Regions from separate parts of the Mus musculus genome. Here regions 1, 3 and 4 are each linked to region 2. Evidence: chromatin contacts called from public Hi-C and HiChIP or PLAC-seq data. All regions are on one chromosome and are shown on one strand. Each heading gives the region's core, a stretch centred on a gene start, on an enhancer-like site or on the middle of the called end of the contact. The rest is flanking DNA. Distances are from core to core; before and after follow the strand shown.

Region 1 (6,891 bases), core at 352-2,851, 560 kb before region 2:
ATCCCAGTAGGAGAAAAAAGAAAAAGAAAAAAGAAGAAGAAAGAAAAAACCCCACAACATATGACATTAGTGCTTGGCAGAGAGAAAGTCAATGCTTTGTGTCACAGCAGGGGAAGGGAGGCGGAGGAATGCCTAAATATTGGCTCTGTTTTAATTTCCATTCTACATTACATTAAACTCTCCCTGTACTCCTCTCTAATTTACAGTGAGCGCTGACACAGATTGGTGTGCCTCTTCTTTGACATCAGTATTTCTCTTGAATTATGTATTTCTATCTGGAACAGGGTTTCTGGGCTGAGGCTTGCTTTCATTTAGATGGGTGAGAAGGATGAATGGGAGGTCAAGTGTGAAACCAAAGGGAGCTAATGCTCCAGTGTTCTCAGGCCCAAAGAGGCCGAGGTGAGATTAAAGGGGACACTGGTCTCCCTGTTTTCACTACATTGATTATACTTCAACTACTGTGCAGCAAAAAGCTCTAGATTCTTCGCTTGTTGGTACCCTGCCTTTATTTGTAAGATAACAGGTGATAATAACAACCGTATCACTGGGATTTTATTTAAAATTGAGTCACAGCCAAGAGAAGCCCCTGCTGGATACAGTACTCTGAGAGCTCTCAGGTTTCCCCGTGTACAGGGCTGTGGTGTTCAGGTTGGCTGCCCTCTGATTGGTGACACATGGCTCCTGGATTGACAGAGGTCATTTGCTGGCTCCCCATGGGCCTGCCCGTGTATTGGGGTTCTCTTTCAGCCTCACCAGTCAGTGATGGCCTCTTTCTGGCCAGTCACACCAATTCTGGAACATCTTGATGGGGTGGTCTGAAGTAACACTTGCATCCAAAAGATCTCATATAAAATGCAGACTTATCCAATAACATACACAGCAGACAACCCTGTACCCCTTCGTGCCCCTCACCCTACTTCCAGTCCAAGCTGGAGCCCAAAGGGACACCATATATTCAGCAATCTCTGAGAACCCTTCTCTAGCTTCACTTTCTACCTGAAACTCACTCTGTGCTGGGGGTAGAAATTTGGGGAAAGCTGTTTTGCCTGTTGCCTGCAGTCTAGGAAGCCAAGGAGAAAAATGGCTTATGGAGACTGAAAATAGGCTAAGACCTCTATTTGCCCAAAAATGTCTGCGGTAAATGAATTCATTCTATAATTCAGAAAGGAGGGAAGGAATCCTGAGTGCAAGCTAAAAGAAGAAGAAAAGCCCTATTCTTCTTGCACTGTTAATCTGCTTTGTGCTTAAACAACTTTACATATCTGCGAATAAATGGCACTTAAAAACAAAGTGTCCGATAGTGACTCATTGGGCTAGAAAGACTGGCCTTGCCTTCTGTGGTCAGCAGTCTTTCTTCCTGTGACTCCAGCATTCTAGACAGAAACCAGTTACTCCAATATGACTTGGTATCCTACAGGCTTTGCTGAGACCGTCTCTGCCCAGCGCTCCTCTCCACCAGCTGCTTTCTTCTGTTTGAACTATTATCATTGTTCTCTGAGAACTGCTAAACATACGGAGCCGTTGGATTAGCACACAGCAAAGGCATCTGATAGCCTGAGCAGCAGCCGCAGGTCGCACCTCTACTCATGCACAGGGCTTAGAGTAATTAGTCATTGCACAATGTTGTATTCATGGCCTTTCTGCGCCTGAGCTGTTAGGCCACAAGCTCTGCAGCAGTTGCTGTTAGGAGAGGGTTTCTTTCTGGGTTATTTATAATGTCCCCACTTCCTCACAGTGACTGCCTCACCCCCTGCTCTTGAGCCAGGTCTACACTGTGAGGACAGTGAAGGGACTGGGCAAAATTGTTTGCAGACTCTAGCTATGCTGAAAGGTGGAGCGGGTGATTCACTGCCAATGGCTTGAACCTGGTCTGTCTACACAACCCAAATCCAGCATGCCCTGCCTCACAGTCTCTGACAGGAATGGTTATATGGAGCCTGTTTCAGTCAGAAGGGAGCTGGTCTCTAAAGTATGCATTAGAGGGAAACTACCTGAGTATTGTGCTGGGAGGTATTTGAACGATGGATATTTATTACTCATTATTTATATGCATTCTATGCTATTCATTTTTAGTATATTTATTATTACATTCCAGCAGGTATTTAAGTGAAGGTAGGTTTCTGTTCTCAGTGCCTGTCTGCTGAAGAGAGAATTACCAGAAGGCAGGTACACAAGCCTACGAAAGACACACGCAGCCACTTGTGTTTGGAGTTTGGTTGTTACACTTCTGCCTCTATTACCATGGCTGGGTTTACTCTGTGGGAACTGGCTTCAGTCATAAGGTGAATCAGGATCCCAAAACATTTGAAAACCACAGAGACCAACGGAATGAAGTTTGTTTTTCCCACAAAATGTCCATCTTGTTGTCCTCTGCCACCCACAGGTGGAGTAAGCTGGCCTGTGAGCCCTAAGGCTTTGCCTGCTTCTGCCTTCCTAGGACTAGCATTGCAAACACACACTTGGCTTTTAAAGTATACATTGGTGAGAACCACTTTCCAGATCTCCCTGGTCCCTGTTGTTTGATTTCTTAAGGGCAGCTGTTCAGACTGGGGACAAATGGAAGTTCTCACCTCCCCCACAACTAGGGTTTCTTTGTGTAGCCCTGGCTGTCCTGAATCCCACTCTATAGACCAGGCTGGCCTTGAACTCAGAGATTAGTCTGCCTCTGCCTCCCAAATGCTGGGATTAAAGGCGTGCACCACTATCTCCTGGGTCAAATGGAATTTCAATACAGGTTTTTTGTTTGCTTGCTTGCTTCAGGGTCTTATATAGCTTAGGCTGGCCTTGAACTCAATACGTAGCTGAGGCTGACCTTAAACTCCTAATCCTCCTACTTCTACTCCCCAAATGCTGGGATTACAGGTCTATGGCACCATACCTAACTAAAAATCTGGTATGGTATCATGTGACCACAATCCCTGCAATCCTGTCCTCGGAGATGATGAGGGTAGGAGAATCTTGAGACCCACTGTAGTACATTATGTAAACACACTCATACACATACACACCTCTTTGTTTATACCATTAACAGTATCGTTGCACAGAGTACAACCTATAGTGTGCAGTCATATTTTCCTACACAAGCAAGCAGATGTTCAGGTCTATGACGCACACACCTGCCTTTTGACTGCCCTGCACACCTGCATCAGCAACAGTGAAGACCACGGGCATGGCAGGCTCAGCGTTCTGGGCTTTGCAGTTTGACAACATTTATTTTATTTATTTGGACTGATGCTGAAATGACTGCTCCTTCTCCATCCCATGCCACTCTTCTCTGTGGCCACACTTGGGCTATCTCTGAGACAGGCCTGGTCTCAGATGCCTTCCAGGGCTGCTAAAGTATAGCGCCCTGCAGCACTGTGTAAACTCAGTTCTTCTGTATTGGGAAGACAGGAAAAAAAGCCCACGCTTGGCCCTGGTTCAGTTCTTCAACAAGAACATGACATTTCTGGTAAGCAATTACAATTAGATTGTTAGAGCCTGGGTTTTCAACTGATCACATTCAGGGTTAGGAAGGATAATTTCAAGTACTGAATTCTGCCTGATTAGCTAATAAATGAGGTGGTCTGCTGATGTAGAAGCAATGCAATACAGCTCAGGCAGCCTTCAGGGCATGACAGATGTCGCTCGTGCTCTCTGTCAGCTGCCTCAGTGATTGCTCTGCCCCTGTCCTTTCCTCATAGCCGGAGAATCTTCTGTAATCCTCGTCTTTTTCTGGCAGCCTCTGGCAGCACAGTCTTAAGAGACTTTTCTAGATGTCATTCTTGGGACAAGGAGGGCTAGTTAACAAATAGATTTATTTATGTGTAGTAATGTTTTGCCTGTGTGTGTGTGTGTGCATACTGTATGTATGTGTCTGATGTCTGTGGAGGCCAGAGGAAGATGTTGGATCCTCTGGACCTGGAGTAACTGGCACTTATGAGTCCCCATGTGGTGTGGGAATCAAACCCAGGTCCTCTGGAAGAGCAGCCAGTGCTCTGCTCTACTGAGGACTGAGGCATCTCCCAACTGCCAGGAGGACCATTTTAAAGGTTTATTTTAAATGTAACTATGTGTATGTGTATGATGTGTGTATGTGCACGTAGAGGGTGTTGTATTCTCCTGCGGCTATTCCAGGCGGAAGTGAGCTACCATATATAGGGGCTGGCATCTTTGGAAGAGTAAAAGCATGTATGCTTGAACCACTGAGCCACTATCCAGCCCCTAAGGGGAGTGTATTAGTCAGGGTTTTATTGCTGTGAACAGAGACACCATGACCAAGGCAAGTCTTATAAAAATAGCACTTAATTGGGGCTGGCTTACAGGTTCAGAGGTTCAGTCCATCATCATCAAGGTGGGAGCATGGCAGTATCAAAGGCAGGCATGGCATAGGCAGAGCTGAGAGTTCTACATCTTCATCCAAAGGCTGCTAGTGGAAGACTGACTTCCAGGCAACTAGGGTGAGGATCTTAATCCCACACCCACAGTGACACACCTACTCCAACCAGGTCACACCTAGTCCAACAAGGCCACACATCCAAATGGTGCCACTCCCTGGTCCAGGAATATACAGACCATCACAGGGAGCTACAGTAGAATGTCAGTGGGTTTCTGCATTTCAGAGACACCTTTCACTCTCAGTGACCTGATCTTCTTTATTGTAGTCTTTGTGAAATGAGGATTTTTGAAATGGAACACTGGATAATTATTTCATTCTCCACTAATGTATAAGGAGCAGCTCACCTCTGACTTCATCTTTCTCTGGATGTCTTCACTGTAGGTGGTGAGGAGTCTGCCATGCTCTGGAGAGCAGTCCTAGAGACAGCGGACTGCAGCAACTCTTGCTCTCAAGCCGGTCACTAATCTCCAGAAGCAGCTCGGGCTTCTCACTTGTCCCCACAGGGCTGCTGTTCTATGCTGAGGTTGGCCCTGCTCACAAAGGACCTTCTAAGCCAGCTTCTGAGCATGGGATGTTGCTAGGCAGGACAGTAGGAGTGATTAGCTCATCTTAGCTACAAAAACAGTTGGAAAATGTTAAAAAAGAGGGTAAGCGCCCTTAGCAGCTTAGTAGTTCAGGCTCCTAACAGAAGATGCTTACTCTAAAGAAAATTTGATTATAATCTATAAGAGAATGCATGTCTCCTCCAGGAATGGTCACTCAGGGACAAGGATGGATGGGTGTAAACCCTGCCAGAAGCAGTATGATCTGGAATGGCCCAGTCCCACCACTCTTCTCACACAGTCCAGCCCTTGCCTGTAGAGGAAGCAGCTATGTGGCAACGGTGGTGGTGCCTGGGTTCTCTGGACCAGTGCACAAAGCAAGCTCTGGGTTTTGTAATCTAGAAAACTGCCAGCCTGCACACATAGCCAGACAGATGTGGAGCGATGTACTGAATAAGGAGTGCTCTCTTTCTGTGGGCTCACTCATTGGTACTCAGGTGGATGGTACTCAGGGTCTATGGTGGGTTATCACCTTTCATCGAGGCTGCAGTGTACTGTACAAGTATGCAAGGCCTTTCCAAGATCTGGAGACAAGAGGGGTTGTAAAAGTCTGTATTCTGACATGTGACTTGAGGGTCAGTGCTAGAATGTCAAGGCACAGAGAGGTGGGCTGTCCCCAAATCAAAAGGTAGACTTTATTTACTAAAGCAGCCTAGCCAGCAGATGGCTAACGCAGCCTTCGAGCCATCATCTGCCCCAGGCCATGGCACTGTCACCGGCTTGGCCGCGTGCAGAAGCCTTCACCTCTCAGGGAAAGGTGGTCTGGCCCCTCCTGCTGCTTTGCTGCTCATCATTGTCTCCTCATGGACATCTGACATTTTGTTTCTGAAATTATTTATGGTCGCTTCTGAGCATATTCACTTGCTTGTATTAGTCTGCCAAGACAAACCACAGAGAGTGGCTTAAACAACAGAAACTTCTTTGTCATCGTCCTCAGGGCTAGGGGCTCTGAGACCCTTCCCTTGGTCTGCAGGTAGCTCCTATCTGCTGGTGCTCATAGGGCTCGCTCTTTGTGCGTGTGCTGAGGGAGCTCTCTGGAGGGGCGGCTGCTTCTGAGGACACTCAGACTCCTGGAGCAGGAGCTCAGGAGAGGACCTCACTTAATTGTCTCCAACATGCTCTGCCTCCAGGTATGACTGCACTGGAGAGGGCCATCAGCATGCGGACACTACTCAGCACTCATCACGGTCTCATGATCTTCCACTCCCAAGAGCCTTTTCACTCATGGCCTTTTGTTTCTTTCCTTTTTTGAGATAGGGTATCACTATGTAGTTCGGGCTGTCTTGGAACTTGGTAATGTATACTAGGCTGGGCTTGGGTCGACAGAGATCTACCAGCTTGCCCCAGAATTAAGGGTGTGTGCCACCACAGCCCACTTTAGGAACATTTTAAAATGGAGAGCATGGAGGATAAAGCCCCAGGGCTCTAGGTGTATCCCCCATGCTCAGCTTCTTATGGGAACATTCCAAACGTGGATATTTTGGTTGTAGCTTATACAACGAATACTTTATTGACTGAGACATCTCCATAGCCTTGCCCGGTCCCGTTTACAACTCTTCTTGGTTACCCAGTAACCAAACCCAAGAACCATGACAGAAGCAGAGCTGGGCTCACCCAGTGCCCTGCTGGGAAGAAGGTGACTGAAGAGGTCCACTGGCTACCAAGCATTCATTCAGAAGGGAACTTGAATACGAGCTGTTTCTTTGAGGACATGCGATACTTTTGAATGATGGACAGAGTGGCATGCTTTGACCTTTATCCTGATATCTCCAAGGGGAACTATATAAAATTGCATTTTTGAGGAAAACTACTTCTTCAAGAAGATTAAGAAAGAAAAATCCTGTCAAAATGCACATTGAAATGTCTAGACTGGACCCTGAGGCCCCCAATAAGAAGGCACCTCTCTCCTGT
Region 2 (6,341 bases), core at 2,996-5,495:
ACAGCAAGCAGTCTCTTGTGCTGACCTCGTCCAGCAGAAACACTTGAGATGTGCATGTTGCCTCCGTTTGGCTGTCTGTTCACCTTGATGGCTGAGTAATACTCTTGTCTTGTGACGAGGTCTCGACGGCTTTGTTTACCTATCCCTTGAGTTATGTTCTGTTTTGTTTTGATTTTTTTTTCTCTTATGAATACAATTGCTTTGAATCTTTTGGGTATGTTTTTATGGTAAAAATGTGTTTTGATTTCTTTGGGGGAAATACTTTAGAGAGGAACGGGTGACTCATGGTGTAGGTAGATGTGTAACTTTGAAAGAAACTGCTAGTTTTCTAAACTGGTCTTCACTCTATACCCCCAGCAAGGATATATGGGTAATAGTTGTTGTAGGTACTCACCGACATTTGGGATCGCTGAACTTAAGTTTAGCCATGTTAGCAATGACACTCCACATTTGCTTCACACCTTGTTGGTGAACACGGAGATGCTGAACAACGTTCATTTGCTCACCTGCAATTTGTAATCTTCATTTATGACATGCTTCTTAAAGTCTCTCCTTTAATTTTATATATATATATATTTTTTTTCTAAAGACTCTCCTTTAATTTTATATATATATATATTTTTTTTTAAACCAGGATGTCAGTGTTATATATAGCCTAAGCTGTCTTCAAATTCACAATCCTCCTGTCTCACCTTCCCTGGTGCTGCTTTGCAGGTATGTGTGGCCATACCTGGCTATTTGCCTCTCCTTTGTGCGCTTTCCTAGTTTAGATCTTTGAATTATTAATCAGTTAGCATTACTATATGCTGGACGTGAGAATTTTAACAGACATGCGTTTTGTGGTTCCTTTTTCAGACTGGTTTGCCTGCTTATCTGTGTCTTTTATTTTGAGAAAGGGGTCCTTCTATATCGTTCAGACTGGCCTGGGACTCACTGTTTAGCCCAGGTGAGCCTCAAATTCATGATGTTCCTGCCTCAGCCTCCGAAGTGCCACCTCACCAAGCTCAACAAGACTTTTTGATTTAAAACACACACACACACACACACACACACACACACACACACACACACACACACATTCTTTTACTCTAATGAAAATATTTCTATGAAACCCATACCTTGTACAAGAATGAAAGTATGTCAGCTTAAATATGACTTGGGATGGGGAGAGCTGGGTCCTGAGTGAGCTTAGACAGGAGGAGAATGAATTTGAGGCCAGTCTGGACCAGAGAGTAAGGCCTAGTTTGAACAGTAAAGCTGGAGATAAGCAGAAATGTTCATAGCATCCAACTTAGCAGTGGGTTTTCTGGTGTTTGTGTGTGTGTGTGTGTGTGTGTGTGTGTGTGTGTGTGTGTGAACATGTCTGTGTGAATGTCTCTGTGTGTGCATGGAGGTCAGAGGTCAACATTGGATCTCTTTCTTAATCACTTTTCATATTATTCTTTGAGACAAGGTCTCTCAAGGAACCTGAAGCCCTTGGATTTAGCCAGACAGGGTGGCTCGGGGATCCTCTTGCCTCTGCCTCTCCAGCAGAGTAATTACCAGCCTCTGTCCCCATGCCTGCCCTGAGTACTCCAGACTCCAACCCTCATTCTTGTGCGGCAAGTATTTTATTGCGTCATCTCTCGTACCTCCTCCCAACCTCAGCCTTTATTATTTTTTATTTCTTTTTTACTAATTTGGATTCTTCAGGGCCTATTTAAGAAACTTTTGACTTCTTTGAGGACTGGTAATAGACATTTGTAATCCTAGCTACTGCAAAGACTGAGGCAGGAGAATTGCATGCTCCAGTTCTTCCTGAAGGATAGCGTGCGGTCCAGGCTAACCTAGGTAACAGTGAGATCCTGCCTCGAGATGAGGAGTCAGCAGCCCTGACTCTGTGTAGAACACTTGTGCAGCATCCATGAGGCCCTGGTTTCAATGTTTCTTTTTTATTTCTACAAAGATTGAGAAGACTTCAAGCTTTAGAGTTTTGCATCCATCTCAAAACAATGTTTGGATATGAGGTGAGGTAATAGCTTTAAATATCCAGTTGCTCTAGCAGCCTTTAATTAAAAAGGACTTTCCTTTGCTCACAGAAGCACACTGGTGCCTGTGCTGATGAGCAGTGGTGTGCATGCTCCAGGGTCCACCTCTAGCCTCCACTCTGTTCCCGCCATTCTCGTGTCTGGTCTTCTGTCAAGAGCATATGTCGTGTGACCCCTACAGCTTTCCCAAAGGCCTTAAATCAGGAAGCCAGAGCTCCCAGTCAGATAGTGTTTTTGTGAACCCGGGACTCTTTCCCCTCAGTATCTACTTGGTGCTTGCTCTGCTATTTGCTCAGGGCTGGTGCTCAACAAAGAAAGGTTGTCTTGGATTTGATTTTCAGAACCTCAGTTCTTAAGGCAGCTAGGGCACAAATTTGGACGAGAGCATGATGAAGTGTAGCTTTCTTGTCCTCCAGACAGGAACTCTTCTGGGACTGGAGAGAATTCTCCTATGCTGTGTGGAGATAAGGGAACTGGGAAGGATTGGAGGCAGAACAGCTGTCTGTGCCTACATTGTGGGAGAGTTCAAGAGATGGGAGACCCAGGGGTTGGCACGGAGCAGCCTCCAAGGCCCACATCCACCTGGATAGCCCCGAAGCAGCAGAATGATTGATCTAAGCTCAACCCAGAGAATGCCACGTTCTGAAGGCTCATTGGGCAGAAACAGTGGCCATTCCAGCAGAAATTTACATGGACAGGTCACCCCAGTGAACCCCTGAAAAATCATGTTTTACACAAAGAAAGATGAGGGATCCTGACTCTACCAATGGAGTTGTTTGTTTGTTTAACTTTTCTAGCATCAGGAGTCTTCACTGGGTTACAGGGGAAAGAATTTTACCTCTTATACACTGAGTAGATTACTCACGGTTTCTTCCCACCCTGTAGGACATCCCTAGTAAACCCCGCCTGACACTGAAGAATGTGAGCTGGGGACAGTCTGTCCCCTCTGATTGCACTGGAGCTAATGACATGACACTAGGGGAGCCCTGGAGAGTTGAATCCTCGTTCTCTTTGCTGTCCTAGCCCATGCCTGAGATATCAAAGTGCCATCAATCAGTTCATTTTGAAAGAGGGGATCTCACTATGTGGCTCAAGCCAACTTCAAATCAATAATCCTCTCTCCTCAGCCTCCCAAGTGCCAGGATCGCAGGTGTGTGCCCCATACCCAAATCAAAATGCATTCTTCTGAATTCTAACCCCTCTATCCTGAGAGGTTTCGTTCCATTCTCGTTTAGATCAACTGGAAGGAAATCCTAAAGGGTCCAAGCAGCAGTCCTCAAGGTCTGTGAGGAGCAATGTTTGGAGCAGTGGCTGTTTGGGGAGGGTAAAAGAGAGAACTCAGAGGTGGGGCTGCCTCCTGCTTCACGGTCCTGGTGTTATTTTCCATACCATTTGTGCCCTGGCTACACCCATGTTAGGTATGGGGAAACTGGTACTTCAGCCCTATTTACCAAGTGCCAGGAGAGTCTAGCTTGCGTGTTGTTTTGCCTCTATTAGTATGCTCAGCTTGCACTGTAACTCCAAGAATGTTAAAGAGACATTTCAAAATGCATTGAATTAATACATTCCTTTGCAGTGATCCTATGTCCGCTAAATGTTCCAAAATGCGACACATGGAAAACGGAAAACAGACCTAAAGTGTGTGTTTGACTGACACTGTGAATTAGGGCATCCCTCAAAGTATAAACACACCCCCCCTCACTGAATACATATCCCTGCAAGGGTAATCCCTGGGGTAGGGGCCCTTCTAAAGAAGCTGAGGCTAGACCACCAGTTTCAGGACTGCTGCTATACCTCACTGTGCTGGGGCAGAGCTGGGTAATTTGGTCAGAAGAAGTCAGGTAGTTCTCCAAGGGGTTAGTCCTCTGAGCCTACTTGCCTAGAAAGACATTAGGGTTGTTACCTGTTGCTGAGAAAGGCTAGCATCACTCAGGGGCTAGGAAGAGAGAGCAATGGATGAGGGCTTGTATGTAATTCATTGCTAAATAAAGGCTAGCCTCCTCCTGCCATGCCACACATACACATATACACACGTACACACACAACTGCGCGCACACACACATATACACACATGTATACACACACACACACACAAGTACAGACATGTACACCGCCCCCAGGCCTGTTGCCTTGCCTGGACTCCTGGTGCACATCTAGGGCTGTGGTCTAGGGAGCACTGAACTCATTCACCCTCCCAGCAGTCGGGCCATGACGCGCGTGAGCCTCTGACTCATCTCGATGTCATCAGCCCTATTTCCAGGAGTGAGTAACTCAGGGAGGGAGGTGTGGTGGGGGGGGGGTGGAGGGGTTGAAGAGGCAATGTGGTCCAGGAAGAGCCCCATCCCTCCTCCTCCAAAACAGGAAATGCTCCACTTCTTAAGAAAAGATGCACCCTGACTCTGCTCTGAAGTGGGCGGCTACACATCGAGCTGGCAGTGTAGGGACAGCAGAATCCAAAGCTGCCAGGACTTGTCTCTTCACCCCACCCCCAGTATCCAGGGAGTGTGTTAGCCAGAAGAGGGGCCAGTGGACTCTGATCAGACTTAGTAACGATAACGCATGCTATCAAGTATTTGATTCCCACTTTGGCCTATAGGCTTCCCAGTGCTCCATCAACAGGAAATACAAGGCTGGGATCCGAAAGCAGAGCCCTTCTTTCCCAGTCCGGCCTCACTATGGGCTAGGAAGATTTCCTCTGACATGAAGTCCCTGCCAACTTTGGCTTCTTTTCCTCTCTGAGATTCCAAATTGGGCTCAACCTGGACCTGACCCTGTTTCTTCCGTCATACTTTGAAATCCCAAGAGTGAGTGATTGTGGATGGGCTTCAAGTTCAGGACAGACCTTTGAAATAGAGTCACTCTGCCCCCCCTCACCCCCTGGCCTCCCCACCCCCCATCCCCACACCCAGTCCTCTGGTTTTCCAGACAGGCTCCTATAACATCCAAGGCTGGCCTTGAGCTTTTAATTCTGCTGCTTTTAATCTAATACTGTGAAATTATAGGCAGCCACCACCACACCTAGCTTAGAGTCCTTTGGACACAGCACTGGACCAGAAGATCCTGAGTCAAATAAAGGTTAGTAATTCTGCCCATAGTCTGCAAGGTGCCCTAATGTCTTAGCGCCCCCAGCTTGAGGGGTTAAGGTCCCCTGTCAGCTGACAGGGGACCTGGTATCTTACTTATCTTTGCGTCTTAGATTTCCTCCTACCTGATTCCTCTCCAGAGAGGTCTTAGGAAACATCCTTAGTTTCCTGTGGGAAGAATCTCCAGGAGAAGACCATGCTTAGGAAAAGACCTTGCATCTTGTGCGCACTCTCTGTGTCCTGGGCTTGACACTGCCGCTTACACTAAAGAACTTTCTGGATGGATCATCACCTATGTTGCCTGTGATGCCGATGTCATCTTCCTCATGTTTCTGAGGGAACTGGGGCTATATCGTCTTGATACTTAAGTGAAGGAGCAAGATGGGAACCCAGGTCTGGTGGCTTTGTGGCCGTTGCCACTCTTCTATAGAAAGCCCTGTGATGACCTCATTCAGGATTCTAACTGCAGACACTAATGAAACAGAAAGACTTGGCAGGGGGTCATTGCCTTTATTCCTCCAGATTTACATATTGCGACCAAAGGCCCCAGGACCTTTGAATATGACAGTATTTAGAGAAAGGCCATTTATTTTGTATTTATGGTTTATTTATTTACTTATTTGGGTTTTGGGGGGGGTTGTTTTTTGTTTTTTTTGTTTTGAGACAGGGTTTCATGTAGCCCAGGCTAGACTAAAGCTCAATATATAAGTGAAGATGACCCTAAATATCTAACAACCTGAGTGCTGGGATTACAGGTATGTGCCTAGCTGAGAAAAGGCCTTTAAAGAGATAATTACCTACTCCAATGTGGCCAATATCCTTTTATTGTATTGTTGGTTTTCTAAACAAACTCTCACTGTGTAACCCTGACTGGCCTGGAACTCACTATATGTAGCTCAGGCTGGCTCAGACTTGTGGTATTTGACTTTTGCCTCCTCAGTGCTGGGATTACAGGAGTGAGCTACCACGCACGGCTTGTGATTTGGACACAAACAGAGGAACAACAAGGGAAAGACAAGGGGAAAGTTGGCTGGTTGTAATCTCGGAAGGCCTCCAGAATTTCAATAAAGTAAATTTCTGTTGTGTGAGTTTGCAGCCAGTCCCCCAGGCCCCAGGCCCCAGGCCCCAGCCCCTCCCCTCTGCACCCAAGATGGTTTTCTGGGAGACACTGCAACCCTCCCCAAACAGAAGCTCTCCTTTTAAAATCCCCTGTGTTCCCAGCCCTGCACAC
Region 3 (6,519 bases), core at 3,139-5,638, 520 kb before region 2:
AAAATGTTACAGTGGAGCTTTTAGAGTAGTTAGCATTTTAAAAGGGCGCATATGCATGGTACTTCAGAAGACTAATTAATCTTAATGTAAGATGCTAGACTATATTTCAGCCAAAGGATGTAATGTAAGGTAATCTTTAACCCTGTTTTACTTACATCCCTCCTAATGCATGAAGCATGAATGTCTGTTCACCCCCTTCAGGCCTGGTGCCTGAGGGGACCAGAAGAGGCTTCAGATCTCTTGAAACAGAGGTTGCAAATGGTTGTCTGCCTTGTGGGTACTGGAAATTGACCTTGGGTCCTCTGAGAAAGCATCCAGTGTTCTTCCTTACGAGCCATCTCTCCAGCCCAGTGTCAGTCTCTTGAAGGCAGAGCTGCATATGAGTTGTACACCCTGCACAGGCAAAGCTGTCTTGTTTTAAATTGGTCTTTTCTAATCCTTCACCTTCAAATCATGTATGCATTCACCATTCATTCATGTTTCTGGACTTTAAAAAGGTTAGGTCTCATGCTAACATGGATGTGAAAAGCCCACAGGCTTCAATCCTACACAAAGAACTGGAGGCAACTAGTAAAAACGGGAAAAATAGTCTTCCAGGGAAAAGCAGACTAATTAACCAACTATCCAATACCAAATGGTCAGGCTTGAAAACATATATGCACACAAGAACAGTATACACACTGGACAGGTTGTATTTATGAATTTAGGAGTATATATATATATGTATATATATACACACACATACATATATACATACAAACACATACACACATATACATATATGTAGTACAAACAATGAAAAATGAGGTCATGAAAGAGGGAGAAAAGGGAATATAATTATATTATAATCTCAACAAATTAATGAATGAGATCCGTGCATGGTGGAGTGTGCCGAGCACTCAGCAGGTGGAAGCAGGAGGAAGACAAAGTCAAGGACAGCGCAGGGTCTATGGAGCGCCTGTCTCCCCTCCCCCTCCAGCCTTAGAAGCACACACTTCCTAATCCTTTCTGTTTCTGCACTCAATCTGAAGTTCCTAGAAATGGTTAAGAAGTCACAGTAGAACCTTTGAAAAGGGTTTTGACTACTTGCTGCCACTGAGCACAGCGAATTCTACAGGTGAGATCTTCACAGAGGAGAATGGCCCTAGTAAAGACTGTTACACAGGACTATCAGGAGGAGAATGGCCCTAGTAAAGACTGTTACACAGGAATATCAGGAGGTTTCTGTTTCCCAGTCATACTTTGGCCATCAAATTGACAAGAGAAATTTAAATGTAAGCATCTTGGCCAGGAGGCAACTGGTGCATATGGGAGTCAGGGAACTTGGAGTCTTCTTTCAGTTCTGCCATTATCAAGCTAATTAAAATGCTTTGCATTTTGCCTCAAATTTTCCATCTAAGCCAGGCTGGAGGATGGAAGTGGTTTGAGTTCTCTCTGGCAGACAGGAACCAATGGTTCCCAACGCTGGCTGCACGTTAACACCTCCCAGGAGCATTAAGCTTCCCGATGCTCTGGTCACACATGGCCGGCAGGCCACACACACTCCTAGCTAAAGCACACTCGGCCGGCACACAGCTGGCACTGTCCGGGGAGCCGAGTCCAGTGTGTGGGCCACGTGGAAGACTGCTGGGTTTCAGAAGGAAAGGGCTAGGAGAGGATTGGAGAGCTGTGTGTGTCTAAGAGATGGGAATGAGACTGACAGTGAGATCGCAGTCCTGGGCATGCTCTGTAGGTAGATCAGCTAAGAGGAGATGGGGAAGCACAGTCTGCAAAGTCCATTAGGGCTGCCAGGCTGGACCCAACACTGGGATGAAGACACGGTAGAGCGAGCGACAGAGATGTGCTTGCTGAACCCTGCTCAGAAGGGCTGCAGGGTTGTTCTCTCTTGGGGAGGTTGTGGCTATTGTTGGTTTTTTTTTTTTTGTTTTTGTTTTGTTTTTATTTGCTTCTATCTTTCTAAAATTCACATTTGGCCAAAATAATTAGATTTCATTTTTGGAGCTGTGAGTAGAGTAATTTTTAACTTGACCTTGTCACTTGACTGTGGTGGGACACATATGACGTGTGTGTATATATGTTCATGTTTATCTCCTTGCGTTCACTTCTGAGAACGTAGGAGTCTATTCTTCTCTCTCCACCTACTCACACTGTACCTGCTTTTCAAGCACCAACGTACATCTACCTTCCCTCTTTTGGCGCTCATTAATCCTCTCATTTCCAAAACTCCTACACAGCATTCCTGATTGCTACCATAATCTAGTGCCATCTTACACTGTTTGCAACTCCATATTTGTCCATTGAGTCTTCCCGCAGCGTGGAGAGGCTAGCCTGGGATCTATCGGCCCTTCCCTCAGCCCTGCACATGGACGGTGTTTAATTAGTATCACATTGTCGTAGTTACTCTACAGTATATTTTCTTGAGCCTATCTTATTCATGAAGGGATATGACCCTGAGCACAGGAGTTACGTTGTAGCTGCAGATAAGGCTTTGCTTATAACAGTTTTCTTGTTTTGCAGACATTATTCTTGAATCACACATAATATGAGGCAGTTCTATCTGTGTGAGCCTGTTCCAGCTGAAAGGGATGGGTAAAGGGCAGCTCCAACATGGATTTATGCCAGGGAGGTTCACAGGACCTAATGATCTTGCTTGTAGGGTCTTCTGGTTATGAAGGAGCTCTGACACTGCTGCTCATCTGACACTGCTGTTGAAGCTCTCTTACACGGAGCCCTCCTGTCCTCACTGCTCTCTTACATGAAACCCTCCTGCCCTTGCTGCTTCTGACACTGCTGTCGAAGCCTGTAACTTTCCAAGGCTGGCTAGTGAACCCTACTCCTGCCTTGGCCTCTCCGTGCTGGGATTATACATATACACATATCACCAGACTGCCCCCCCCACCTTTTAAACACAGGTTCTATGCATTGCGATCAGATCATCATACTTGGCACACTGCCATCTCTAGTCTCCTGCTATTTTTGAGACAGGGTCTCAGCATGCAGGTTAGGGAGGGCAGCTTTACACTTTTAGTGGCTCTGTGATAGCCTCCAGCGTGCTGGGATTACAGGCATTGACCAGGGTTTGATGTTTAGAAAGAACTTATGCCTCATAAACATTTGACTTCAATGGAATACAAGTGGAGAAAGCATTTGCACCCGTCAGGAGAAGTCTATGAGAGAGGCCCTGGCAGGCTGTTTGCCTTGGGATGAAGACTTTCATTTTCAAAAACACCGTCTCTAGTTATCACTGGACTTTAGCCTGAACACACGACTCAGCTGAGTACCAAATCCATGATTCTTAACTCTGTAGAGTGCTCCATTATCCATTTGTCACGAAATAAACACTAACAGAACCCTGCTTCCTGCTTTTGTGACAAGTACCTTACTAAATAACTCCTAATTGGGTCTGCCTGTGCCACCAATCTTTCCTGTCAGTGCCTGATAGCTAGTGTATCACAGTGGAACATAAGCTAGCATTGCGTAGAGAATACAGGGGATTCTCTACCAGTTTCTCTTTTGCTCCATCTGTTCATTTTTATCTTGATTAATGTAATGATTTGGGTTTTGATTTGGAACTTGTCATCTTTAAAAAAAAAAAAACCTGCTAAAAAACAAGTGTGGCTAATTTGTCTGACGAGAATCTACTGCAAGCTGTGTGTGTGCTGGTGCTAACCTGTGGCCCAGCTTCAGACAGGTGAAGGTGGGAGGATTAAGGGCTTTCTACACCACATAGCAAGGTCAAGGCCAGCATAGGCTACAAGGGGCTATGAAACCCTATCTCACACAACCAAAAAGAAACACAACATAGGACAACACAACACAATGGAAGCTATAATGACGGTGGATAACTTTTGCTATAAAAGTCTATTATTTTTCTCCTTAAGAACTCTTAAGAGGCACATACCTATAATCCCAGCAGTCAGGACATCAAGGCAGGAGTATTATGACTTGAAAGCTAATAGGGGCTACAAAAAGAAACCCTTTATTAATCAATTAATAAAAGAGGTTTCCAGCTAGAAGTGAAGTTTAGAGGCAGAAGGCATTCTTTGCATTTGTGAGACTCTGTGTTTCTTCCCCAACACCAAAAAAGAAAATAAAACAAGGAGACTAAGAATAACACACAATTTTCTTAATTTAATGTTTTAAATAAATCCCTGCCTTAGAGTCCCAAGGTACAAAAGCAAATTTATCCTGGGCCAGCTTCCCTTGAAATCAGTTTCCTTATGTTTTCCTGTGCAAAAGCTTGGACTAAATTGTGTGGAGCAGACACGGATGACTAAAAGAGCTCAGAAGATGCTCTGGAAGCATGAGGTGCTGGCAGGAGCCATCCATTCCACTGAGCAGAGTGGCTCCTCTGCTCCTCCCTTCAATCGCCCTCAGGACTGCAGCACAGCCCCTCCCTGCTCCTCTCACATCCATCACATGATTTCATGTCTCACTTCCCCAGTTTAGTTCTACAACTCAAATATTTCTATTTTGTTTTTCTATCTTTGCCTTCCATTCTATAGACCTAAAATAAAAACAATCTCAAAATCTTAAGAGTAGGATGAGAACTGGGGCCCATGGAATCCTGACTTCAGTGGCCCAGGAATACTTTGTATATACAGCTTCCAAGAGGGGAAGGGGGCTCCATTGTCTTTTCTACTCCCCTCGTCCTAGGACAGCCACTCTGGATACCTAGCTTCCCAAACCAATTCTATGTCGATCTTTTTCCTGCCAGGAAAGCCTATCTTCTTCCCAGTGTGAGCCCCCTTTGTGAGCATCACTGGGTAGTTACCTAGATCTCATCTCCAATCAAGGACGGGATAAGTCAGTGTAAAACTTTTGTCAATGCCCTCTCACTGTGGCATCATTTCTAGAACACAATTATTTCCAGATTGGCCCTGTTACTATTTTAAATCCCTATGGACCAATCTTGATGATAGAGGTGGTTCTTATTTTGAATTTTGTTTTTCCTGTGATGTTTCTGACCAAATAGCCATGAGAATGATATGCTGGTCATAAATGAGAAATAGCAGATGAAGTGATAATTGTATGGTCTACACATCCCTTAGAGGCTCCCACTGAGAGCAAAGTGCTGCAGGAATGCAGAAATGACATTTCTGCAGATTTTTTTTTTTTGTAAAATCTATATAGTTCACAAGAGACAGCTTTTCTAATTTTTTATTCCTTATCATTTGCTGGGCAGATTCAAACTCAGCTTTCCTTATACTTAAACTCACATAAGTTTACCTTCTAATAACAGAATGTTACCACCTTCAAATGACATGAACTATATACAATTGGAAACTTTTGACAGCCAAATACAATTATTTCAGAGGATTACTGATGTTACATACCCCTTCTCTATACAACGGAAAGCAGAAGGATGCCAAGGATCAATTATATGTGGCCATTACAACCTAGTCTGCTAGCACTCACGGTACAGTGGTGATGATGAGAGGCGGGCTTAATGACGAGGGGCTGATCCTAGAGCTGGTTTGTGGCTGAGGCCCTGAGTGCAGGGTGACTCAGGCTGTTCAGAAGTGGGACTGTAGACCCCCAGGGAACAGGTTAATTCCTCTCACATTGCATACACTGGCTCTAAATTCATTGGATTCAGAGAATACAGCATCAAGTGATTTGAGGACTGCTGCTTCCCAGAGGATTCACTGACGGAGAAACTCACACAAAGCATAAGAAAGCCTAATCACTCTTATTTAGATTTTTTTACAAACAAACCTTCAAAAGAATTAAAAACAGGTACTCAGAGAGGTGCATGTGGATGCATAGTCACAGGCTACTGAGAAACAATCAGAAAGGTGGGCACAGTCCAGGAGTCCAGCAACACACTCACTGATGGATAGCTATCCACATAAAGGTATAGTATTTAGCCATTAAAAAAGATGTAATGTTGATACATGTTATGGATGGAGGAGCCTCAAAAACAGTGAAAGAAGCCAAAAGCAAAAGTCATATATTACACAGCCAATTTATATGAACTATCGGGGATAGGTTCATAGAGGCAGAATGTAGATTGGTGACCCCAGGAATTGGGAAGAAATTGCTTAAATGGACAAGAGGTTTTCCTTTGGAGTGATGGTGTTCTGTAACGGGCTGAAAACAGTAGATGCAAATCATCACAGATCACTAAGTGTTACTAAAATGTAATATTTCTTTAGACAGGGACTCACTATGTAGCTGAGGCTGGCCTTGAACCTGACCCTTCAGCATCATGAGCAGCTGGTACCATAGGTACCCACCACTATCACCAGTAAAGTGTTCATTATATAATTGTGAAGGAAAACAGAAACAATGAGCTTGAACCAGCCTTTGCCCTGGGCCCCTTCCCAATGCTATATGGCTTACCTTGCAGACTATGGCCGCCTTTGCTCCCAGTCGCGCAGCTTGGACACACTGGTTGGCACCTTTTCCTCCAAAGCCAATAAAAAACTCATGTCCATGGATGGTTTCTCCAGTTTTTGGCAAGCGAGAAGTAAGACTATTATAATTTAAGGAGAAGAAAACAAAGCACGTTGGTAA
Region 4 (6,980 bases), core at 4,274-6,773, 520 kb after region 2:
TTGGACATCAAGGCAGATTTTCTTTTTTTTTTGGGGGGGGGGGCTCCTTGTGAGTGGCCAAATGTGCCATGAGGGAGAACTCTATAGGACACTACAGACCACACGCTGCTGTTCCTCTTTGTCTAACCAAGTCCCTTTCCCTTTCTGGAGCCTTTCACCATAAGGAACAGATTAGTCCAACTGGGCTCACTGGAGACAAAACTTTCTGTGCAAATAACTAGCAAATGTATGGGCCTTGTGAACTCTCCTTGTCTCTTCTATGGACCAGGGCCTGTTTGTTCTTACCTGTTTGGCATAACAAGAATTCAGGGAGCTGTATTAGAGATACAACTTCTCCTTCTAGTTCCTTCACTGTGGGTCAGCAGATAATTCTGTCATTGCCCTGATACTGAATAAAGAGATGCAGTTTGGAGTATTATTATCATGTGACTTGTCTAAAGTTTGGGAAGAACAGAGGTTACTAGAAAACATGGTCTATGAATGATTCACAGAGACTCACTTCTACAGAAAATCCAGGTGTTCTTGCCAAGATAAAATATCTATTTAAAACTAAGTGTATTTGTAGGTTTAAAGTAACAAGTTGGGGAAAATCATCCGGATGACATACGAAGATGCCACCTCGTCAGGGACACGATTGGACTAGAGAACACTTTGGTAAATATATTCTCAAGATATTAAGACATGAAAGCTTCATGAGTGTTTTCTGTGGTACTGTGACTCTCATCTCAGGGACGTGTCCATGTCAGATAAGCACTACACCATTGAGCTATACTATTCATCCCCAGCCTGAAGTCTTTGTTCCAACCAAGGAGTAAGAACATGGACATTTTTATAACTTATGCTGGTCTGTGATAGGTGAACTCTCTTTTTAAAAGCTATGGGATCTGATTAGCTTTAGTTTTGTAATTCTACAGAGCCAATTAAATCTCATTCGAGCAAGAGACCATTCTTTTGCTAATGCAGGTGAGTCTGAACAAGCAGTCTTCGGTTGGCACGACCTTGGTGTGTAAATCATTAGCCTCTCTCACGCAGCTTATCAGGACATAGGTTCCAAGTAGCCATTCTTTGATAAGGAGTTGAGGCTTTAGCTGAGATAAAGAAAAGGATTTATCATTCCTATGTATTATAGTTTTTATTATATGAAAAATATTTTGTATAGAGTCACAATCATATTTTTTATATTTTAAAAATAAGGCTTGTTTTGTGAGTTAAAATTATTTTTGGAGTACTTAATGTAAGATCAGAAGCCTCATTATACATGAAATAGCAATGCTTTTGTTTCATGAGGTCACCCTCATTCAAATAATTTATGACAAAATTTGATCTTGAGCCTGCTATACTGTGGTTCTCAGAGTATCCTGTAAAGGAACACTTACCACTTAGACTATTTATAGAATCTCATGTCCTTGTCCATCTTCTGTAAGTGTAATGAGGTTGATGGCAGAAGGGTGAGCCCTATCTCAAGCTCTGCCCAGCAATTCTCTGGCTTCCAGGTGGTATGATAATGAGAAGGCCAAAGCCTGAAAGGCAAGGCCTGGACTTAAATTACCACCAACTTGGCCTACTGGTCTTGAGTGACTTCCTTAACTTTCTCTATAAGCCAGTTTTTAATTTGTAAAACAGGGTAACGTTTTAATGTAAAACAGAGCTGTCTTATGGGGTATTGGTAAAAATTAAATGAAAGAAAAACTTATTAAGTGCCAAGTAGCATGGTTGTCTCATTAGTGAGTATTTATTAATATGTCACATACCTGGTGGGCAATAGTCAATTTGAACAAACTCAGTGTTGACTGTGCATGTGATTCAAAAGATAAGAGGGGAGCTGATTGGATGGCTCAGCAGTTAAAGGTACCAGCTGTCCAGTTCAAGAACCTGAGTTCAGTCTTCAGGATCATTATTGTAGAAGGAAAGAACTGACCACCACAGTTGTCCTCTAACTTCCACTCATGTGTGTGCATACACATATACATGAGAGGAGACACACACTGTGTAAATAAAATAAGGAGCTAGGGAGATGGTTCTGTGATTAAGAGCATTTTCTGCTCTTGCAGAGGATCCAGGTTCTGTTCTAATCCTCATAACCAGCTGTAATTCCAGTACCATTGATCAGATGCCGTCTTTTGGTTTCTGCTGGCACCAGACGCACATTATGGCAAAACACTCATATGCTTAAAATAAAATAAAGCACTCGGGCTGGAGAGATGGCTCAGAGGTTAAGAGCACTGGCTGCTCTTCCAGAGGTCCTGAGTTTAATTCCCAGCAACAACATGGTGGCTCACAACCATCTCTAATGGGATCTGATGCCCTCTTCTGGTGTGTCTGAAGACAGCTACAGTGTACTCACACACATAAAATAAATCTTAAAAAAAATAATAAAGCACTCAGTGGATCCAACTGAAAGGTTGGCAAAAATATGGTCTCTTGCTCTGATGAGATTTAATTAGCTCTGTAGAAAAGCTAAAACTAAAACTGATCAGACCCCATAGCTTTTAAAAAGAGAGTTTACCTATCACAAGACTAGCATAAGTTATTAAAATGTCCATGTTCCTTTTTTATTAGATATTTTCTTTATTTTTATTTTTTTATTCTTTGGTTTTTGAGACAGAGTTTCTCTGTATAGCCCTGGCTGTCCTGGAACTCACTCTGTAGACCAGGCTGGCCTTGAACTCAGAAATCCCCCTGCCTCTGCCTCCCAAGTGCTGGGATTAAAGGCATGCGCCACCACGCCCAGCTGATATTTTCTTTATTTACATTTCAAATGTTATCCCCTTTCCTAGTTTCCCCTCCGAAAACCCCCTATCCCTTCCTCCTTCCCCTGCTCCCCAACCCACCCACTCCCATTCCCAGTCCTGGAATTCCCCTATACTTGGGCATAGAACCTTCACGGGACCTAGGGCCTTTCCTCCCACTGATGACTGCCACACACTCTGGCTGAGGCCTGGAAGCCACTCACGAGGCAGAAAGTTTCACGGAAACTCACTCCTGGAATCTGGCATTCTCTCTAACCTATACATTAATATTCCATTCCCGAGTCAGTCTAGTGTATGGATCCACATGCTCTCTTTTAGAATTATCCTATTATAAATGCCTTTTAAGATTTAATTCTGACATAGCCAAAGCCTTCGCCAGTGTTCCAATATCCTAGAAAGTCCTTGAGCAGACCAAGGGCTTGGAATCCAGGAAGAATGTTGCCTATTCAGTGACATTCAGAATAGCCTCTGGTATCACTTTGAATAAAAGCTAGGTCACTGCCCTACATAGGAATTTACCATCATCTAGGAAGAAATTTCAGACCTAAGGAGAAACCAGAGTAGATACTTAGAACTATAGATAGCTGAGTTACACCCATACACATGTATTTACAATGGCCTAAGGGAAAGGTGGACTATACAATAGACTAAAATAGGAACTATGGAAAGGGCACGAAGCCCTTGACCCTAGCTTCTAAGATTAAGTGAATCTTAGGTGGAGCTCCTTTTGATCCCAGTTGTTAACAATGAATTCTATCCCAGGTGGTTCCTGTTAGACCTTCTGTGTTTGTATTCCTCTGTTTTATGTAAGAATCCAGTAACCTCTTTGTACCTTGCGAGTGTGTCACCCAACTTCCTTATTGTCTTCTGTATAAAAAGTTTGATGCTCGATTTGACACATTACATTCAGATTCTACAGAACCTCTCCTGTGTGCATCTATCTGTCAATTCATGCACCCTTTACCCACCTGCAACTAGAGACCCATTCCACGCAGACAAAGGGATCCAGAGGGTCTGCGGCAGATGACTGCCTAGACCATCCTGTGCTACATATACTGCTAGAACCACAAGTTCCACCATGTGTTTTCATTGATTGGTGGTTTAGATCCAAGGAGCTCTGGGGGTACTGGTTAATTCATATTGATGTTCCTCCTATGGGGCTGCAAACCCCTTCAGCTCCTTGGATACTTTCTCTAGCTCCTTCTTGGTTGGAACAAAAGACATCAGGATGGGGGTGAATATTATAGCTTAGTGGTAAAGTGCTTACCTAACATGGACACATCCCTGAGTCAGCACATCTCATAATCCAGCCCAGGGCACTTGTAGACATCACAGCAGTTCTGTGAGCAATTCACATCTCTTCCCTCACATATGGCTCAGATCTGAAGCCAGATTTCTAATCCCAATGTCTGCACTTTGGATCCTTTTTTGAGAACTCTGGAGTAGACACTAGCAAAAGAAATGCCAGAAGAGTCTTCCTAAGCAGTAGGTTGCACTAAATTAAGGCATCTTCTCTCTGGAACCATGGCTCTACAGAGAAGTGAGAAGTCTGTCCTTGCAGATGATGGGTGTCAGTGAACGTTGGGATGTGCCTAAGGCAGTGGAGTGGATATCAAAACTAGCTAAATTCAAGCCATTGTGGTTCACAGGCCATGCAACTATTTCTGAGGTAATAAAGCTGCTGCTTCTGCTATCTCAGTCATTTACTATTTATTTGATGTTCTTGAGAGGTCAGAACAATTCCTAAAATTCTCAAAAATTCTCATGGCACAAGTCCCTCATACAAATAAAAGCTGATGTTTGCATGAGTATCTGAGTGTCACACTGAGTATCACACACACAGCACAAATGAACCCATGTGCAGCAGCATCACATAAAGAGCCACACCTGTACCCATGTGCTACAGCAACACATACCAGGCACACCTGAACACATGTACAGCATCATCTAACACCTGGATCACATGTAAAGTGGCATCACACACCAGGCAAACTCCAGGACACATGAACAGCAGCATCACACACCAGGCCCACATGTCCACATGTGCAGCAGCATCACATACCAGGCCCACATGTCCACATGTGCAGCAGCATCACATACCAGGCCCACATGTCCACATGTGCAGCAGAATCACACTCCCGGCACACATGTAAAGTGGCAACACACACTAGGCATACATTTACAGGTTAATAACACACCAGGCACACATGTACACAAGTACAGCAGCATCACACAACAGGCACACATGTAAACATGTGCAACAGCATGACACATCAGGCACACATATTTACATGTGCAGCAGCATCACATACGAGGGACCCATGTTCACATGTACATTGGCATCACACAACAGGCACACATGTACACATGTACACATGTACAGCTGCAGCACACGTCAACAGGCGAGGAGTGGTGACGGGTCGCCCAAGGCTCTTCGGTCAGGACCTGACCCGGTGACGTCACTGGAGTCGCCGGGGGTAACGGTAGTCGCTGCGGGGAAACCGGAGATCAGGTCGCGCTGCTCAGAGGTGGCGACGCGGAGAGGACCAGGAAAACTGGGTTCGGCAAGGAGAGGAACTACGCATGCGGCATGCCCTGTTTGTTTCCGGGCAGCGAACTCAAAACCGGAAATCCTCGTCGTCGCTGACGCTCCGAGTTCTTCCCTAGAAGAACTCACTTCCTGTTGGGAACGGAGGAACTTCCTGTCTGGCGCAGGAAGTTAGTGTTTAAGCATGCTGGGAGTTGTAGTCATTTCCTGCCTCGGGTGTTACTTCCTGTTTGCTACAGGAAGTGACATCACAAAAGCACCGAGGCAAGGTGGGAGTTGTAGGTCCCACCTGTGTAGCTCCAGATACAATCTCCCGGTAACCTACTGTTTTAAAACGCGACCCCGTCACCGGGTCGAAGCCGCTCGACTGCCCGCCCTTCCCTCAGGCTGGCCGGTTGACCGCAGGCAAATCCATATCCTTTGACACCGACCGGAGCGGAGCGTTGGAGTGACAACTTGTCGCCACCGGGTGGCGCGCGAGAGAAACCGTCTCGGGGTTCAACCCAGAGACACCCAGTCTCAGAAAAAAAAAAAATTCAATAAAGAAATAATTCTGAATAAATAAATAAATAAATAAATAAATCTAAACCTTTAAAAATTTAAAAATAAAAAATAGGAGGAGTTGAAGATTTAGCTCAGTGGTAGAGTGCTTGCCTAGCAAGTGCAAGGCCCTGGGTTCGGTCCTCAGCTCTGGGGGGGGGGGGGGGAGACAAAAAAATAGGAAAAAATACCAGCTGAGTCTCGAAAAAAAAAACCAAGACTAAATTAATTAAAGAAATGACTAATGGCTGGGCGTGGTGGCGCACGCCTTTAATCCCAGCGCTCGGGAGGCAGAGGCAGGTGGATTTCTGAGTTCGAGGCCAGCCTGGTCTACAGAGTGAGTTCCAGGACAGCCAGGGCAATACAGAGAAACCCTGTCTCGAAAAAAAGCAAAAAGAAAGAAAGAAAGAAGAAAGAAAGAAAGAAAGAAAGAAAGAAAGAAAGAAAGAAAGAAAGAAAGAAAGAAAGAAAGAAAGAAAAAAGAGAGAGAGAGAGAAAGAGAAAGAAAGAAAGAAAGGAAAGAAAGAAAGGAAAGAAAGAAAGAAAGAGAAAGAAAGAAAGAAAGGAAAGAAAGAAAGGAAAGAAAGAAAGGAAAGAAAGAAAGGAAAGAAAGGAAAGAAAGGAAGAAAGGAAAGAAAGAAAGAAAGGAAAGAAAGGAAAGAAAGAAAGGAAAGAAAGGAAGAAAGAAAGGAAAGAAAGGAAGAAAGGAAGAAAGAAAGAAAGGAAGAAAGAAAGAAAGAAAGGAAAGAAAGAAAGAGAAAGGAAGAAAGAGAAAGGAAGGAAAGAAAGGAAGAAAGGAAAGAAAGAAAGAAAGGAAAGAAAGGAAAGAAAGGAAGAAAGAAAGAAAGGAAAGAAAGGAAGAAAGAAAGAAAGAAAGGAAAGAAAGAGAAAGAAAGAAAGAGAAAGGAAGAAAGAGAAAGGACGAAAGAAAGAAAGAAAGAAAGAAAGAAAGAAAGAAAGAAAGAAAGAAAGAAAGAAAGAAAAGAAATGACTAGATAAATGAATTTTAAAAATTTAAACATTTGAAGATCTCCGAGTTCAAGGTCATGGGATTAGAGGTGTGGTGGCGCCACATGGTTATATGGCGCATGTGGTTATGGTTGGGGTTAGTTTTAGGATTAGAGGGTGGTTTGAGTTTAGGG

The links. A called contact is a pair of places that touch in the nucleus more often than the background predicts. HiChIP or PLAC-seq counts read pairs in DNA pulled down with a chosen protein or histone mark.
Region 1: a contact with region 2 is called in a Hi-C map of bone marrow-derived macrophages, with 20 read pairs. The contact joins two enhancer-like sites. A contact is called at or near these places in 3 of 39 promoter capture datasets (the 3T3-L1 cell line, liver and pre-B cells), 7 of 484 Hi-C or Micro-C datasets (bone marrow-derived macrophages, embryonic fibroblasts, muscle stem cells and 1 more), 13 of 115 datasets of contacts at active chromatin or transcription factors (the HPC-7 cell line, the NIH/3T3 cell line, acute myeloid leukemia and 6 more) and 2 of 9 other capture datasets (adipose tissue and embryonic stem cells).
Region 3: a contact with region 2 is called in a Hi-C map of bone marrow-derived macrophages, with 19 read pairs. The contact joins two enhancer-like sites. A contact is called at or near these places in 5 of 39 promoter capture datasets (the 3T3-L1 cell line, embryonic stem cells, hippocampal neurons and 2 more), 3 of 484 Hi-C or Micro-C datasets (bone marrow-derived macrophages, cerebral cortex and liver), 2 of 115 datasets of contacts at active chromatin or transcription factors (fibro-adipogenic progenitors and vascular smooth muscle cells) and 1 of 9 other capture datasets (embryonic stem cells).
Region 4: a contact with region 2 is called in an HNF4G HiChIP or PLAC-seq map of pancreatic cancer cells. The contact joins two enhancer-like sites. A contact is called at or near these places in 3 of 115 datasets of contacts at active chromatin or transcription factors (T-cell acute lymphoblastic leukemia, large pre-B cells and pancreatic cancer cells).

What each region holds. Positions count from the first base shown.
Region 1 is chr5:31,635,495-31,642,385 of GRCm38.p6, forward strand. All of the region lies in intron 7 of Rbks (ribokinase), which reads right to left. Gm38424 (a long non-coding RNA gene) reads left to right here. Exons shown (of 6, transcript XR_868330.2): 3 at 6,111-6,891. Among named protein-coding and RNA genes, the nearest start is that of Mrpl33, 25 kb to the left of the region's middle. Within about 2 kb of position 1,602, at least 95 of the 459 cell types and tissues checked have an H3K27ac peak or open chromatin away from gene starts, as enhancers often do. A contact at or near this core is called in the NIH/3T3 cell line, bone marrow-derived macrophages, embryonic fibroblasts and 2 more, where this site is marked.
Region 2 is chr5:32,187,981-32,194,321 of GRCm38.p6, forward strand. No RefSeq gene overlaps it. Among named protein-coding and RNA genes, the nearest start is that of Gm36732, 6.1 kb to the left of the region's middle. Within about 2 kb of position 4,246, at least 142 of the 459 cell types and tissues checked have an H3K27ac peak or open chromatin away from gene starts, as enhancers often do. A contact at or near this core is called in the NIH/3T3 cell line, bone marrow-derived macrophages, embryonic fibroblasts and 2 more, where this site is marked.
Region 3 is chr5:31,666,968-31,673,486 of GRCm38.p6, forward strand. Rbks (ribokinase) reads right to left here. Exons shown (of 8, transcript NM_153196.1): 2 at 6,346-6,478. It overlaps Mir3473e (microRNA 3473e), which reads right to left and starts at 373; the gene lies at 264-373. Within about 2 kb of position 4,389, at least 7 of the 459 cell types and tissues checked have an H3K27ac peak or open chromatin away from gene starts, as enhancers often do. A contact at or near this core is called in bone marrow-derived macrophages, where this site is marked.
Region 4 is chr5:32,708,633-32,715,612 of GRCm38.p6, forward strand. No RefSeq gene overlaps it. Among named protein-coding and RNA genes, the nearest start is that of Gm52771, 21 kb to the right of the region's middle. Within about 2 kb of position 5,524, at least 390 of the 459 cell types and tissues checked have an H3K27ac peak or open chromatin away from gene starts, as enhancers often do. A contact at or near this core is called in pancreatic cancer cells, where this site is marked.